Regions from separate parts of the Mus musculus genome. Here all the other regions are linked to region 1. Evidence: chromatin contacts called from public Hi-C data. All regions are on one chromosome and are shown on one strand. Each heading gives the region's core, a stretch centred on a gene start, on an enhancer-like site or on the middle of the called end of the contact. The rest is flanking DNA. Distances are from core to core; before and after follow the strand shown. Region 1 has its middle 9.8 kb from the start of Gm39243. Region 2 overlaps D030068K23Rik (RIKEN cDNA D030068K23 gene). Region 3 has its middle 110 kb from the start of Gm39242.

Region 1 (4,923 bases), core at 648-3,147:
CGAGTAGATTGTGGCACACTTGAGAAGTAGAGGCACGTGGACCTCTGAGTTTGAGTCCAGCCTTGTCTACAGAGTGAGTTCTAACACATCCAGGGCTACCCAGAGAAACTCTATCTTAAAAAAAAGAAAGAAAGAAAGAAAGAAAGAAAGAAAGAAAGAAAGAAAGAAAGAAAGGGAAAAAGAAAGGAAGGAAGAAAGGAAGGAAGAAAAAGAAAGAAGAAATATTGAAAGTTTTGTCATTTTTATATAGTTTTGATGCATGTGTGGGTTTTTTAAATATATGAATAACTAGGACACAATATAAAGGATGAAAAGAACACCCTGGGTTTCCCTCAGGGTTGAAGTATCCACTGCCATTTGACAAGAGCAATGCTGTGCACAGTAAAAAGTCTGTGGTCCCTAAACCCATTCAGTATAGTAGTTCAGGCAGCAGTGGCAGCAGCAGCTCAGGCCCAGGTCAGACTGCCTGAACCAGACTCTGCCCCATCAGATCCCTAGGTGACTCCTGTGGGTATCGTCCTGAAACTCGGGTCCAGGAATCTGCTGCAGTCCTGGGCTCTCTTATCAGGCAGGGTTTGAGTGGATCTCAGTACACACAGAAGCCAGGCCTGGGCATTGTTGGATTTTATCACCTCTAAAAGAGGATGCAGTATGTAAAATGAAAGCATCTACCGTTGGGCGATGTTAACATATCAAAGCCATCTCTGCTTTCTTCCTTTCCTGGGCTCTCTCCCGCCGTAATAGATACAGGCTGGCAAAGTTATTAATGCAGAAACTTCCTGGGACTCGGGGCATTTCAAAGGATCGGAAATTCTCGGGCACCGCAGTGGTGAATGTTGGCTTTAGCACTGCCGGCGAGCTCAAGTTGCAGAGATGGTAACTAGGAAAACTCACCCGACTGCACGGACTCTCATTTCCAGTTGTGTGGAGATGCGCGAGGCAGGGCCATTTGGGGCAGGGGAGGCTGATTGCTCTTTCTAAGCTGCAGTCCGTGACTTCCTTTATTGTCTTGAGCTTCTAGAACACAGCAGTGCCCCCGGATGCTGTCCCTGGGCTGTTTCCAAATCCGTTGCTCCATGTCATTGGACCAATTATCTAGAATCTACCCAATGTAATGGCCACCAATGTGCTTACATGCAAAGAGTTGTGAGCCTCTGTACTTCATGATAGATGGTAGATCTACACGTGGGCTTTCCTCTTACCCGGGCACTCTGCCTGGTAGAACAGCCTCTTCTCTAGCTACTCCAGGTCCATTGCTTCCTTCCTGAGAAATCCAGACCTACTCCTCCCCACCCCCACCCCCACACCCCCATACAGCCTCCTCCTCTGTCCAGCCTAGCCTCTGCCATCAGATTACCAGGTAGTCACTAGTGTATGTGTGACTCTTTCCCTCTTCTTGTATCATTTTTCCTAGGCTGCTTTTTCTTCCCCCTCGTTTTATTTTTATTTTATTTTATTTTATTTTATTTTATTTTATTTTATTTTATTTGTGGTCTCTGTCACTCCACTGGGGCAAAAGGGTAAAGGGATCTGGCACTAAGTGCGAGCAAATGCTGAATCTGGAATCTATCTTCCAGGCGGCACAATGCTAAAAATGCATGGCAGGACAGCCGCCACTGACACACTCTCAAAGACATATTGCAGGTAGCATTATTTATTGTGGCAAGGAGTTCATAGAACTGCTGCCTCAAAGCACCCCGAGAGATCCTAAAAAGCCCATCTCCCATCAGGTGAGGCAGATTTATGGAGGCAGCCCCAGAGAGGTCAGGCAGTAGGGCTTAGGAAGCAGGCTCCTTTCAGAAAGCCTGGATTCCCTTAACATATTCAGTGCAGTGCGATTGGTTCAAAGGAGGGCTTGAGTCTGTAATGTTGACCATAAAATTGCAGTGACATGCTGCTTTAGATAAGAGGGCTGAGGGAAGGGGGCAGGGATGCTGCGAGCCCAGGAGCAGCCAACGCAGGCAAGACCCTGGAGCATGCGCTGAGATTTGAGGTTAATGTGTGGGGGAGAGGCCGGAGGGGGATGGGCCCAGGCAGATGAATGTTCACACAAAGGAAAACCGAACCCACTGGCCCAGACATGGCAGATAAGCCCTGAGTCCGTGCAAAAGCAAAGCCAGGTGCACACAGGCACATGGGAATACATGCAAGACCTTCAGGGGTACGTGTAACCATCCAGATTGGAAAATATACTAAGGCAAAGCCAGCTAAGCTAGGCTCACCATTGTCCTGGAGTATAGAAAAAAAAGGGCTGCATCTCATGATCCCTGCCAATTTGATTGGTGTTTCTCCTGCTTTACATCAGCCCTGGGCACACAATATGGGCTTACCAGTTCTGGGTGCAAAGATTCTTTATTTTATTTTATTTTATTAGATATTTTCTTTATTTACATGTCAAATGTTATCCCCTTTCCTGGTTTCCCTCCCTAAGTCCTCTCCCCTTTTCCCTTTCCCCCTCCCCCTGCTCCCCAACCCACCCACTCCTGCTTCCTGGCCCTGGCATTCCCCTACACTGGGGCATAAAGCCTTCACAGGACCAAGGGCCTCTCCTCTCATTGATGACCGACTAGGCCATCCTCTGCTGCATATGTAGCTGGGGCCATGAGTCCCATCGTGTGTACTCTTTGGTTGGTGGTTTAGTCCCTGAGAGCTCTGGGAGGTACTGGTTAGTATGATTCTTAGGCAAATAGATGGATCTGGAACATATCATCCTGAGTGAAGTAACCCAATCACAAAAGAACACACATGATATGCACTCACTGATAAGTGGGTATTAGCCCAGAAGCTCGGAATACTCAAGGTACAATTCACAAACCACATGAAACTCAAGAAGAAGGAAGACCACAGTGTGTATACTTCGATCCTTCCTAGAAAAGGGGAACAAAATACCCATGGAAGGAGTTACAGAGACAAAGTGTGGAGCAGAGACTGAAGGAATGACCAGCCAGAGACTGCCCCACCTAGGGAATCCATCCTATATACAACCACTAAACCCAGGCACTACTGTGGATACCAAGAAGTGCTTGCTGGTAGAAGCCTGATATAGCTGTCCCCTGAGAGGCTCTGCCAGTGCCTGACAAATACAGAAGTGGATGCTCAAAGAGCACAAGGTCTCCAATGAAGGTGCTAGAGAAAGTACTCGAAGAGTTGAAGGGGTTTACAGCTCCATAGGAGAAGCAAAGATTCTTAATTCACAACAACCATCTAGGCCAGTAGTAGTTCTCAGCCTGTGAGTCACAACCCCTCTGAGGGTTGCCTACCAGATATCCTGCATATCTGATATTTACATTAAGATTCACAACAGTAGCAAAATTGCAGTTATGAAGTTACAACAAATAATTTTGTGGCTGCGGGGAAGGGGGGCAGGGGAGAAGGCAAGTGTCACCATAACACTCAGGACTGTATTAAAGGGTCATAGCCTTGGGAAGGTTGAGGACTGGGCACAGCTCTAAGATAAGGCCCTTCTTTGAGCTCAGAGCTTCTGAGTCTGATGGACAAGAGGACTGAGCTCCTCGCTTTTGGAGTCAGTGATGTCCATACTGGGACAAGAACAGAGCAAACACCCTAAGGAGGTGTTCCCCAGGAAGTCAGGCCAGTGTCTGCTATGTGAATTGCTTTTTCCTGGTTGGTTTCCACTGACCTTGTTACAGAGTCACCATATTCACCCTCTAAACCAGTGACCTCCTTGGTTTGGTGCGGAGCCTTCAGCGCTGCTGATTTTCGCACACAACTAAGGGAGACCGAGTCTATGGAGGACAAGATGGCTGTCTAGTTAATTGATGTGATTATCTTTGTCTGAATTAGTCAATTAGGACTTAAATGGTCCTAGAAATTTAGAGAAAGGTAGGGTTATTTCTTTGTTTATTTGTTTGAATTTTACACAGAATAGCTTTCAATCCCCCCTTTGCTCAAGCCCATAGATTGCGGAGTGACTCCTCCTTGAATGAAAACTGACATCACGAAGGTTTTGGCTCCATTTGCTTTTCAGTGTTCATCCCAGGCATGTGTGCTTTAGATTCGAGGCCTTTGGGGTAGCTGAGGTTCAGCTTCTAGGTACAAACTGAAGGGTGTGGAGATACGAGAGGTTTGGGCTTATTGGAAAGAGCCCCCTCTACTCAAGTGCTTATCAGGATGGCGAAGTGATTCCGACACTTTCTGCTCCCTGGCATTCTTCCCACGGATAGGCCTCCCTTGGCTCACTGACACACTGTCTGTCTTCCCCATGCTTTCTTAAACTATGAAGTCCTGCCACTGTCTGGGTCTATCAGCACACAGCAGACAGCCCAAGATGCTGTTGCTTTTCTTCTTCCTTAGCTTTCTGTGTGCGCATGCACATGCGCATGCGCATGCGGGAGTTGGAGGTCGAGTGGGGTCCTTTCCTTGATCGCTCTCCACCTTATTATTGAGATAGAATCTCCCACTCAACCCGCACCTCACTGGTTCTGCTAGGCTGCCTGATCGATACGCTCCAGGGATCTGCCTGTCTCGTCCACCCACTCCAGTCAACCACCTAGGGCTGCGGCTATGCACGTGTGCGCATGCGTGTGCGCAGACACCCTCCCCCCACCCCAACACACACACACACACAGCTACTTCTGACTTTGACTTTTCCCACCCACCGATGCTGGGAACCTGAACTCTGGTCCTTGTGCTAATGAAATGCAACAGACTGAGCTATCTCCTCAGCCATTTTTAAGCCATTTTGTTTTGTTTGAAGACAGGATCTTATTACATACACTAGACAGGCCTCCAACACACCATCTTCAGGTCTCGGTCTCCCAAATCTCTGGGATTCCAGGTGAGCAGCACCGCACCATCTCCTTTGCCTTTCTGGTTTTTTTTTCCCCCAGATCTGTTTTCTCTCTGCTAGCTATGTCCTAGGGGATGTGGCTACTGAGCCCAGCAAGATGCTCAAAGCCTCTG
Region 2 (4,923 bases), core at 1,467-3,966, 700 kb after region 1:
TGAGATTTCCTGGGTTTATCTTCTCTGGTATTCCTAATAGTAAAATCTCACAGCAAACTTATGGTAATCTGGCTCATGACTACCTTTTCTCTCATCTTTCCTGGTTCATCTTGATCAGGAGCCATCTTTCCTCTCATCTTTGCTGGTGTAGATGGATGGGTTGGGACTGGGCAGCCCGTGCTCACTTGCTCTCTGCATTTTATGTAGTTGTGACTTTCTGCAGTCATGTCTGACTGTTGCAAGGAAATGCTTCTTTGATGAGAGATGAGACTAAGATATGCATAAAAGGATAGAGATTTAGGATGTAGTTATTGATTATGCTGATTTATATCCTCTGAGTTATATCCTTGGCCATATATTTATATGGCTTATATATGTGGCTATATTTAAGTGGTGGGTTTTAGGTTCTCCTCGCAGATTAGTGACTTTATCAGCCTTGGGGAGCTGGCTAGGTCTCCAGTACCAGGCGTGGGTTTCTTCATGTTGAGAGGATCTTAAGTCCAATTTGACAGCTGTTGGTTATCACCAAGTTGTGTGTGCCCCTATTGCAAATTGTGCCATGGCGGTCATTGTTTTAGTTTGGAGCCATAGAGCAGGGTAGGGCTATCAGTTGCTTGGAAGCCTGTGTGGAGCCTTCTGATACCACGAGAACTAGTTCTCAGGGACTTTAAAAAAGTAAAATATGCCGGGCGTGATGGCACACGCCTTTAATCCCAGCACTCGGGAGGCAGAGACAGGCAGATTTCTGAGTTCGAGGCCAGCCTGGTCTACAAAGTGAATTCCAGGACAGCCAAAGCTATACAGAGAAACCCTGTCTCAAAAAACCAAATAAATAAATAAATACATAAAAAAGTAAAATATACTATTATAATTGTATGTTCTAAAGGGAAATCTATTTTATGATTCAAAGAATAGAACACAAGCCTCATTCCAGGAAAATAAGTGTTGACATTACATTAATTGATGGTTTGGCATCCTCTAACACTTTGGAAGTAGGATTTTCATAATAGACATCTGAAAACAACAATTCTTATTCAGTAAGAATTTCCTTTTTGGAGATTGGTAGACCCAAAAGAAAGAGAAAAAGTAGAAGTCTTTAACCCATTCGAGAAACTTGAACTCAAGGATGCTGGGTAAGGATGGCTGGGGAGGAGTACCAAGCAGATTTGAATCTGTAAGAAATCAAGGATGAAGGTAGCAGAGAACAGGAATGAGGTGTGCCGTGCAGCACTCAAGTAGGTGACCGACCGTAAGAACCTGGGTGCTCATCTGGGAGGACGGACTGCCGAAGCCGGATTCCGGCGGGCATTTTAGGGCCGTGTTAAGGTGAGAAGAAGAAAGTAGTTCTTCGTGCCCTGCAACTATCTAATAATACGCTGCCATAGCTGTCTTCTAATTGTAGGAGGTGCTTTATTGGAAATCTCAAGTTTGAACTCCTCAGACTCTGTCCGTCTCCTATCCCTCTAGGGCCAGCTCAGCCCTTCATCCTGTCAGAGCGCATAAAACAGAACAGCTTACAATTTGCTATGAAGGGGTCTTCGGGATGAAGCATCTTAATGTCTGGAAAGATTAGACGGGATCTTCATGCTTAAAGACTCCCATGAAACATTTCAAATCACACGGATGTGTCTCGGTGCCCTTTGCCAAAATTAATAGATTTAGGCTGTGGAGTTAGAAGAAGGCTAAGTATCCATACCCACCTATCATCCAATAACATTTACTATTTTTAAATCTTCTTATAGCTCCTGTACTCTTAAACTGAGAATATATTAAGTCAGAAAGGCTACCTATTTTAGACTCCTGTAAGTTAACACATAGGGGCAATTTCGATGTATAGTGACATTCTAGAAATAAATATCACACACAATGACCTAGAGACTACACCATGTTGATCGCATGCGGCTGTTTTTACTTGCTTGCTTGTTTGTAATTTTGACTATTTATCAGTCTGAGGTTGACCCGCCTTTCTGGTTTCAAATAGCTATTCCAAGAGCCCTGATAAAGAATGGCACAGAGGGACCATGGCGTAATAAACCACCAAGTGAGCTACTTTGAATTCCTCTCATGTTCTGAGAACGAGAATGTCTTAAGCTTTGATAGAACAGGGCAATTTTATATTTTCCGTCTGACTACTTTAAAAGGTTCATTGTCTTTTAATTAAACTACGGTGGGGGGGGGGCTGCTGGGGGAGAGAGCAGAGATTAAAAGCTGTCGTGCTGTAAACGGGGTGGCTTTTAGCAACTAGTAGATGAGTGAAGCCACCACCTCAAGCAAGATGAACTACAGCAACAAGTTCTGTGCCTCGAAGCTTCTCCTTGTCTGACTGTAGCAGTAATTTGGAGTTAATTTGTGTGGCTTCCGCAGTAAAAAAAAAAAAAAAAGACTGTGTTCTATGTCGTCTGACTCTTCCTAGCATGGCTTCGCAGCTGTTAGGTCCCCTTTGTATGGTCCAGCACCGAACCACCACCACAGGTGAAAGCCAGGTGAGCAGGTTAGATGGGCATCTTGGACCAGGCTTAGTGTTCACCACGTGTTGTTTACTCTCCACAAAATGCCTGCGTGGATCAGCCTCTGCCTCCATTCTCCCACTTCCTGCCTTCACCAACAAACGGAGGGCCACTCTCCTCTGGGCAAGTCACACTGTTAGGTTGGGCGAATGTCTGGGTTTCTCTGGGAGTTTTATTGCCTGGCACATTGTCTTGTTTTCCTTTGTCTGCGTGAACACTTTTTTTCCCCTTCTTTGTGTCTGTTTTTCTCCCTTTGCCTCCTACTCCCCACTTGTCCCCAAATCCTTGAAGCCAATGAGGCTGTGGTGACACCTTCTGGGCAGTGCTGGGAGTGAATTACAGCCAGGAGTGAGCTTCCTGGTGGTGGTAGCTCACCCACATACAGTGAATAATAGGATGTATGGTTTGCTTCATCAAAGAAACTGATACAACATCCTACTTGTTCTTGGGATTTCTAGCACTGCTAAGTACCAAATGCCGTAAGTTTCTTGCAAACAAGCACAGATTTGCAGTTAGTGAAATAAAAAAAAATAAATAAATTGACAACCAAGGCCCTACCTGCTTACTTTCCTAGTGGTGGTTCTGAGTCAGGCTTGAAAATGAATGTCAACAAAATAAAGGAAAGCAATTACGTGGGACTAGAATATCAACACCAGACGCTGCTGCACGTGTTTTTGCAAGGATGTGTGTGTGCATGTATGTGGTGAGACACGGCAGTATCCCGTTACATGCCAGTGCCTTCTAGCAGTAAGGACGTGTCCCATGAACAGTCCTGGTGAAGGCAGTGACATCCATCTCAGCTGCCCACTGCCTGGCCGTGTAGGATACAGGTCGCCTGGTGCTGTTTCTGTGCACCCATGTCTCTCAGCAGGTTTCACAGACAGGCTATGGATCTACTCTGTACAGCCTCAACTGGAGTCTTTTTTTTTTTTTTTTCTGAACAGACTCCATCATTCCCACCTCTCCTTCCATGCTGATTTAATTGTTATATTTAACATTTTTAAATGGTTTCTTTTTTTTTTTTTTCATACTGTATGGAAATGATACAAGCTTACAGGTACCAATTTCTCTCTCTCTCTCTCTCTCTCTCTCTCTCTCTCTCTCTCTCTCTCTTCCTTTCCTCCCCCTCCCTTCCTCCTCTCTTTCTTTCCTTTTCCCCTTTTCTTATTTTTTTTTCTATCACTACTGACTTACACTTGGACCCTGAAGAGACTCAAAGGTACAGCTTCTAGGAAAAAAAAAAATCACATGGCAGCTCTAGCAAAGTTGATGTTACTATCTCATCAGGAGAATATTAAAAGAGCCTATGGAGTCTGTTGAATAATCTCTGCCCTCCTCATAACTCTCTGTCATCATCACTGACTGAATAGCAAATACAGAGGTAACAGACAACAAAGGTACACCGGGCAGCCATTGCAGCTGTGAAGCTGCCCGTCTTTGCAGTAACTGCACACCTTAGGACGCCGTCACTAGGACACTGAGCCCAGGACACTAAGCCTGGCTGTTGTGGGTGACTGGAGCAGTTGCATCTGCAACCTTTAAAGGACCACCACATGCCTCATCTTCACTTTCTACGCCGTTCTTCAGTGAAATATTGCTTATTGGGTGTATAATATAAGCATTTATGTGTGGTACAGAACCCGATATTTTTTACAAGTCCTAAATAATCAAATCAAAGCCTAGCCACATTACTTTCCAATTCTGATTTGCAAACAGTGGTAGTCCGCTTGAGGGCGGGGGGAGGACAATAATGAAAATGGGGGTGAGGCTTTCCTGAAATTAAAAGAAAGCTGGAAATACCGAGGGTGTGAATAAGTAACAAAGTGTCGTGTGGTAACTGTCGCGTGGTAACTGCGGGGATGATGGTTTTATTTGAAGTGGGGGGCGGGGGGAGGGAGAACCAGAAGGAGGCAAAAACACAATTTGGTCTAAAATTGAATTTCTCTGATAAGGCATTTCAGAAGCGGCTTGTCTTATTCACTCAGCAGCAAAATAATCATATGCGCTTTAATAATCTTTATTTTACAGGAGTGTGTTGCCAGGGTAACAGAGTGTAAGCAGGGGAACAGCACCTTCCAGATCACAAAGGCAAATCTGTGGAAAGAAATTTCTCTCCGTTCCTCTCTCCCTTACCACTGTAATAAAGACTCTGTTTTTTTTCTGCACTATTTAATAATTGCCCATAAACATCCTCTTCTCCTTTCCCATTTCCATATCTGCTAAAACATGGACAATGGCTTAAGTCTGGAACTGCCAAGCTCAGTGGGCTAAGCAAAAAGACAGATGTGGTATCTTTAGCATTTTTATATAATTATTTTTTATTACTATTTTACCCCGTCTCCATTCCTTCCCTCTGACTGTATTCTTATTTCCTTCTCTCTTTAACCAGCCCGATGGTAGTATACCAAGGAAAGGG
Region 3 (4,923 bases), core at 1,381-3,880, 540 kb before region 1:
CTTTTCATTTGGCTTTTGCTTTTCAGCCTGGGTGACCTCTATTAAATAAAAAAAAGGGGGAGGTGGGGGGCTGTGAGGGGAGGCCTAATATGTGACCCCAGGGACTGGTCGCTTCAAGGATTACATTTAATTCATATGATAATATTGAAATATAACGTTCCTGGCTCTAATGCTGTGGCTAGTTTCTCTTTCTTTTTATTTTCAGAGGCCTGGTGATGAGTCTTGTCATAGATATTTTTCATCAGTTTAGAGCAGAGCTCTAGCCCAAATACTGGGGTCAGGGCCTTAAAATTACCTTCTTTCCTCTTCAAATTCTGGATGGGAACATTAAAAAAAAGTCTCTTTTCCTGGTTTCTGTGAGACGCAGAGACATTAATTCCTTTCTCATGTGTGTCTACCAAGAGCTCTGTTTCAGATAAAGAAACAATTCGTATTTAACATTTTTGTCACCTACGCCCAACTACTCACTCCCAAATTCTTTATTACTATAAAAGATAACATCTTTTTAATGTACATACACAAAAATACATACATATACATACATACACATGCATTCATGCATGCACATATATATACACATACATACTTCCTTCTTGTTCCCTTCCTCTTCCTTCCATCCTGTCAGTTGTAGATATATAAAGCTAATCTCCTGTATGTGACATGTGTGGTCATTTATATAATGACTTGCCTTTGGGTCCTTGTGTCTGACCTCTCTCTCTCTCTCTCTTTATATATATATATATACACACACACATACATATATGTGTGTGTATATGTATATGCATATATACACACACACACATATATCCCTATATTGACATTACTCTAGAATTATCCCATTTTTATAATGCTCACATTAGTTGGTGAATGTACATTTGCACAGGACTTACACATTCACCAAGGTAGTATTTGCCCCCTGCTTCCCTGCTCCAGCTTAACACTGTCTATGGCGTTTAAGTTTTTGACTGATGCAGCAAACCAGTTTTCAAACACCCCCTCCCACCACCACCCCCAAGCCAGTTTTCAGAATCACAATCCTGTTAAAGGTTCCTCGGACAGCTGATGTCTCCCTGCCCCCCGCCCCCCCCACCCCGGTTGAAATGAACTGGTTGAGAGATAGGACTCAACTCCCCCACCATTCAAATGTTTTGAAAATTTTTTATTCCTTTCACTTGAATAGAGCAGTACTTAATTTCCTGGAATCAGCTTCCGTTCCTCAGTGCTGTGTGTCGCTGTCCTCCAAGGCAGGTTCTTTGGAGGGACGGTAGCATCTCACCAGAGCTAATAAAGTCAATTAGGGTAATGCTATACAGTGGGCCACTAGAAAATCAGATGCGTCTGCCTTGGTCCTCTGTTTTCAGATCATACCAATCTTGCTCTTCATAAAGAATATATAGAGAAAGGGCTTTTATTATTAGTGCGTAGATATATATTAAATTGCAATCTCTCTCTCCCCCCTCTCCTTTCCCCCTCTCTCCTCAACCCCCCCCCACTTCTCTCATTTCTTTTTAGTTATTGAGAGAGAGAGAGAGAGAGAGAGAGAGAGAGAGAGAGAGAGAGAGAGAGAGAGAACTTGGGAAAAAAATCTGCGGACATGTTCACACGTTTTCATTACCAGAAATGTACCGCTGAAAACTGATCAAAGCTGGGAAAATCACGGCGGCGGCTGAAGCCCCCATCTCCAGCCTGTCTGTTATTATTACCCAGGTATTACCACAAATGTGATTCAGCAAATAAAGCCCCTGGCTGCCTGGCTCCCTCTGCAATCAGCAAGCCAAGTGGATCTGCCATGGGGTTTCCTGAAGGGACTCCTAATTGTCTTGCATGTGTTTGTCTCCCAATCTGAATATTCCTGGCATCCGGGAGACTAGTGGGAAATGTACAGATGTCTCCAAGTACACATGGAGTCCCTATATGTTTTTGCCTTTGTCAGTCACCGTATGCGAGAGAGATGTTTTAAAGCACAGAGCCCAGGTTCTCCTTTGTAAGGCATTAAGCTATGACCCTCCTCCTCTCTTCCCGCCCCCCAGTAGCCCTGGACTTCAAGATGCCTCCTTGACTGGAGCCTAACATGGAGTTGTCTTTTTTATTTTTTATTTTTTTAAACCCAGTCACAACACAGAGAGAGGAGGAGGAGGAGGAAGAGAGAGAGAGAGAGAGAGAGAGAGAGAGAGAGAGAGAGAGAGAGAGAGAGAGAGAGAGAGAGCCTGAAGGATGGGTCTCAAAAATTGTAAAGGAGCCACAGGGAACCCCCTTTGCGAGCTACAGAAAGCAGGCTAGCTGAGGTAAGGTAGATGTGAAAGTCTTTCTTTTCTTTTTTCTTTTCTTCCCTCTCTCTGTCTCTTGCTGGTGTGTCTCCCTCTCTGCCTTCTCCCTCCCTCTTCCTAAGCGCCCCCCCTCCCCTTTCCCTATGTATTCGTGTGTTCTTCTCTCAGTAGCTTGTCTCTCTTTGGATCTGGGAGGGTGGCTGGGGTGGGGGGAGCCACCTAACTTCTTCCCCGCTTAAGCAGTCTGAGAATGGAACTCATGTGAATATGTAAATAGGACTCCTGGCCGCGTTGCCGACACGTGTATGTGTTGTATCTTCCCCCCCACCTCCCTGTCTCAGCGTCTGATCTTCAACAGATTGCTGTTGTTTCCTCTGATCGCGAGCACAGCGTGCTGGAAAGAGAGATGGGGTGGGGGGGGGGGGAGGTGGAGATTGGAGGGAGTGTGTTGTGGGGCTGGGAGGGAGGAAATCATGACAAGATTGCTGTGACTTTTTTATATTAATGTGTGGCTTTTTTCCCTAGCTCATTTGCATGTCAAAGTGGCGGAGGTATGAGGGCACAGATTAGTATGGAGATGACATAATGATGTAATGAATTAAATGTGATCACTTCTCCCAAGCTGGGGGTGAGGTGGGGGTGGTGGTGGGGAGGACAGCGAGGTGGGGAGGGGGAAGCTAGTGTCAGACAGCCAGGGTGAGCCAGCAAGAGGGGAGAACTGCTTCTGATCTGCACCGTGGTTGATTGATGTCACCGGCTCGCGGAATGCATCTTTTTATTGTGATGATGATGATGGTGATGGTGCTGATTGAGATGATTACACTTATCGTTAGTGTGAAATTTGAATTTTAAGTGGTCAGTGCCAGATCTGCACCCCCAGCCCCCCCCCCCCCCCCGCCCAGTGCACATGATTATTTGGTCCATCAGTGCAAACCCTTCACTGTCAAAATCTAACACCACTCTAGCCTCCGCTTTTATTTAAAAAAAAAAAAAAAAAAAAGAGGACGGTGCAACCTCCAGGAAAGAGAAGATGACTAATTTGTGATATCACACAGAAGGCTGGATTACAAGGCCTTTTCATGGGGCTTCAGTTCTGGTTTTGAGTAAGCAGAAAAGAAAAAAAAAAGAAAGAAAGAAAGAAAGAAAGAAAGAAAGAAAGAAAGAAAGAAAGAAAGAGAGAGAAAAGAAAAAACAGGAGGGGAAAGGAGATTTAAAACATTTTTATTATGAGAAGAGAAAGACAGAGACAGAGGCAGGAGAGAGAGAGAGAGAGAGAGAGAGAGAGAGAGAGAGAGAGAGAGAATCTTTCACTATATCGGTAGGGTGGCCAAGGTTTTCACCATTGACAGTAAGGAAAATGCAATTTCATCTCAGGCGTACAGCGTTATCTCTCTTTAATAACAAAACCAAACTAGGCTGATTGCGAACAAAGCAAATCCCCAGCCAACCCAGTGTGAGAAGCAGCAGAAATCGGGACATTTACCGTCCTCCTTTAGCCTGTTTTATACGCAACACCTGAAAATGTGCATACAGCAGTTGCAAATGGGAGGAAGGGGGAGGCTCTCTCCTCTCCCCTTAAAAATGTGTGTATAATTAAAAAGGAAATGAAGAAGAATATACATATAAACTCCAAAGATTTTTTTTTTTTTTTTAGAGTTGGAGCTTTATTTTTGGTCAAATTCATCCTGTGAGCCAGCAAGTTTTCTTTGACTCCTTCTAGTATCCTGCTCCTTGGGATTTCCTAAGGTATAGAAAATCGGTATAGCAACTTGGAACTAATTGTCCTTGTTGCAATAGCCCGGATGGTATGAAGGGGCACTTAGGAATTCACAGACGTCACTAACATTAATTTATTGAAAAAGAAAATCCAAAGCAACTCCATTAGTTGTTTTTCCCCCCTCCCTTGTTATTGTTAAGGGCTTTAAATGGATTTCCTAATTGGATAATTTTATTCACAAAGAATAATACACAGATGGAAAACAAGCCCGGACGCTGGGATGGGGGCGGAGTTGGCAGGCAGAAAGAAGGAGAATCGTCAGCGCGAAGCAGCAGGGTCAAGTTCATGGAGACCCTTCTCAGAAGTTATGCTAAGAAGGGCAGAGGGTGCCGGGAACAACATGGATGTGAGAGCCACCTGACCCCCGGGCCCGCGGGAGGCAGATGGGTGTCTTAAACATGTTCAGACAACACAGCGGAGGATGCGTTTGCCTCCTTTCTGTCGTGTTTAAAGTAAAGCCCGCCATGACTGGGGCTTGTTGATGATAGCTGCTTGCCGTGCAGCCCAACCTCAGGTTTCTTAAGTTGCAGGCATCCCCGGGGTTTCCCTTCTCTCGGGTGCTGTGATCAGATCTGCGTTTCCTGTCTCCCAAGTCCATCGTTTTGTCGGCGGCGAGCTGGGCTTCTGACATCTCTCTTCTCTTACCTGGTTGTGTTTATTATAGACCAGATCCCAGTGAATGCCACACACAGACACTATTAGTAGCAAAGCGTATCAGGTCCCCTTCTTATACCCGCCACCTGCTAAATACATGCAGTGTGAGGGCAAAGTTCTGGAGTCCTGGTCCTTCTGCCTCCACACCGGTATCCTTATCCTTTCATTCCCCAGGTAGCCTGTGGCCTCCACAGCGTCCTGCTTTCTCCCTGCCTTAGTCCTCTA

Evidence for each region. A called contact is a pair of places that touch in the nucleus more often than the background predicts.
Region 2: a Hi-C map of the N1E-115 cell line shows a contact between it and region 1, with 6 times the contacts expected there. The contact joins two enhancer-like sites. A contact is called at or near these places in 3 of 484 Hi-C or Micro-C datasets (the N1E-115 cell line, embryonic fibroblasts and stem cell-derived neural progenitor cells).
Region 3: a contact with region 1 is called in a Hi-C map of the N1E-115 cell line, with 5 times the contacts expected there. The contact joins two enhancer-like sites. A contact is called at or near these places in 1 of 484 Hi-C or Micro-C datasets (the N1E-115 cell line) and 3 of 115 datasets of contacts at active chromatin or transcription factors (embryonic hindbrain, embryonic midbrain and stem cell-derived neural progenitor cells).

The regions. Positions count from the first base shown.
Region 1 is chr8:108,479,669-108,484,591 of GRCm38.p6, forward strand. It overlaps a transcript of Zfhx3 not described here. Among named protein-coding and RNA genes, the nearest start is that of Gm39243, 9.8 kb to the left of the region's middle. Within about 2 kb of position 1,898, at least 34 of the 459 cell types and tissues checked have an H3K27ac peak or open chromatin away from gene starts, as enhancers often do. A contact at or near this core is called in the N1E-115 cell line, where this site is marked.
Region 2 is chr8:109,183,270-109,188,192 of GRCm38.p6, forward strand. All of the region lies in intron 5 of D030068K23Rik (RIKEN cDNA D030068K23 gene), which reads left to right. All of the region lies in intron 1 of 4922502B01Rik (RIKEN cDNA 4922502B01 gene), which reads right to left. Among named protein-coding and RNA genes, the nearest start is that of 4922502B01Rik, 64 kb to the right of the region's middle. Within about 2 kb of position 2,717, at least 48 of the 459 cell types and tissues checked have an H3K27ac peak or open chromatin away from gene starts, as enhancers often do. A contact at or near this core is called in the N1E-115 cell line, where this site is marked.
Region 3 is chr8:107,940,416-107,945,338 of GRCm38.p6, forward strand. No RefSeq gene overlaps it. Among named protein-coding and RNA genes, the nearest start is that of Gm39242, 110 kb to the left of the region's middle. Within about 2 kb of position 2,631, at least 25 of the 459 cell types and tissues checked have an H3K27ac peak or open chromatin away from gene starts, as enhancers often do. A contact at or near this core is called in the N1E-115 cell line, where this site is marked.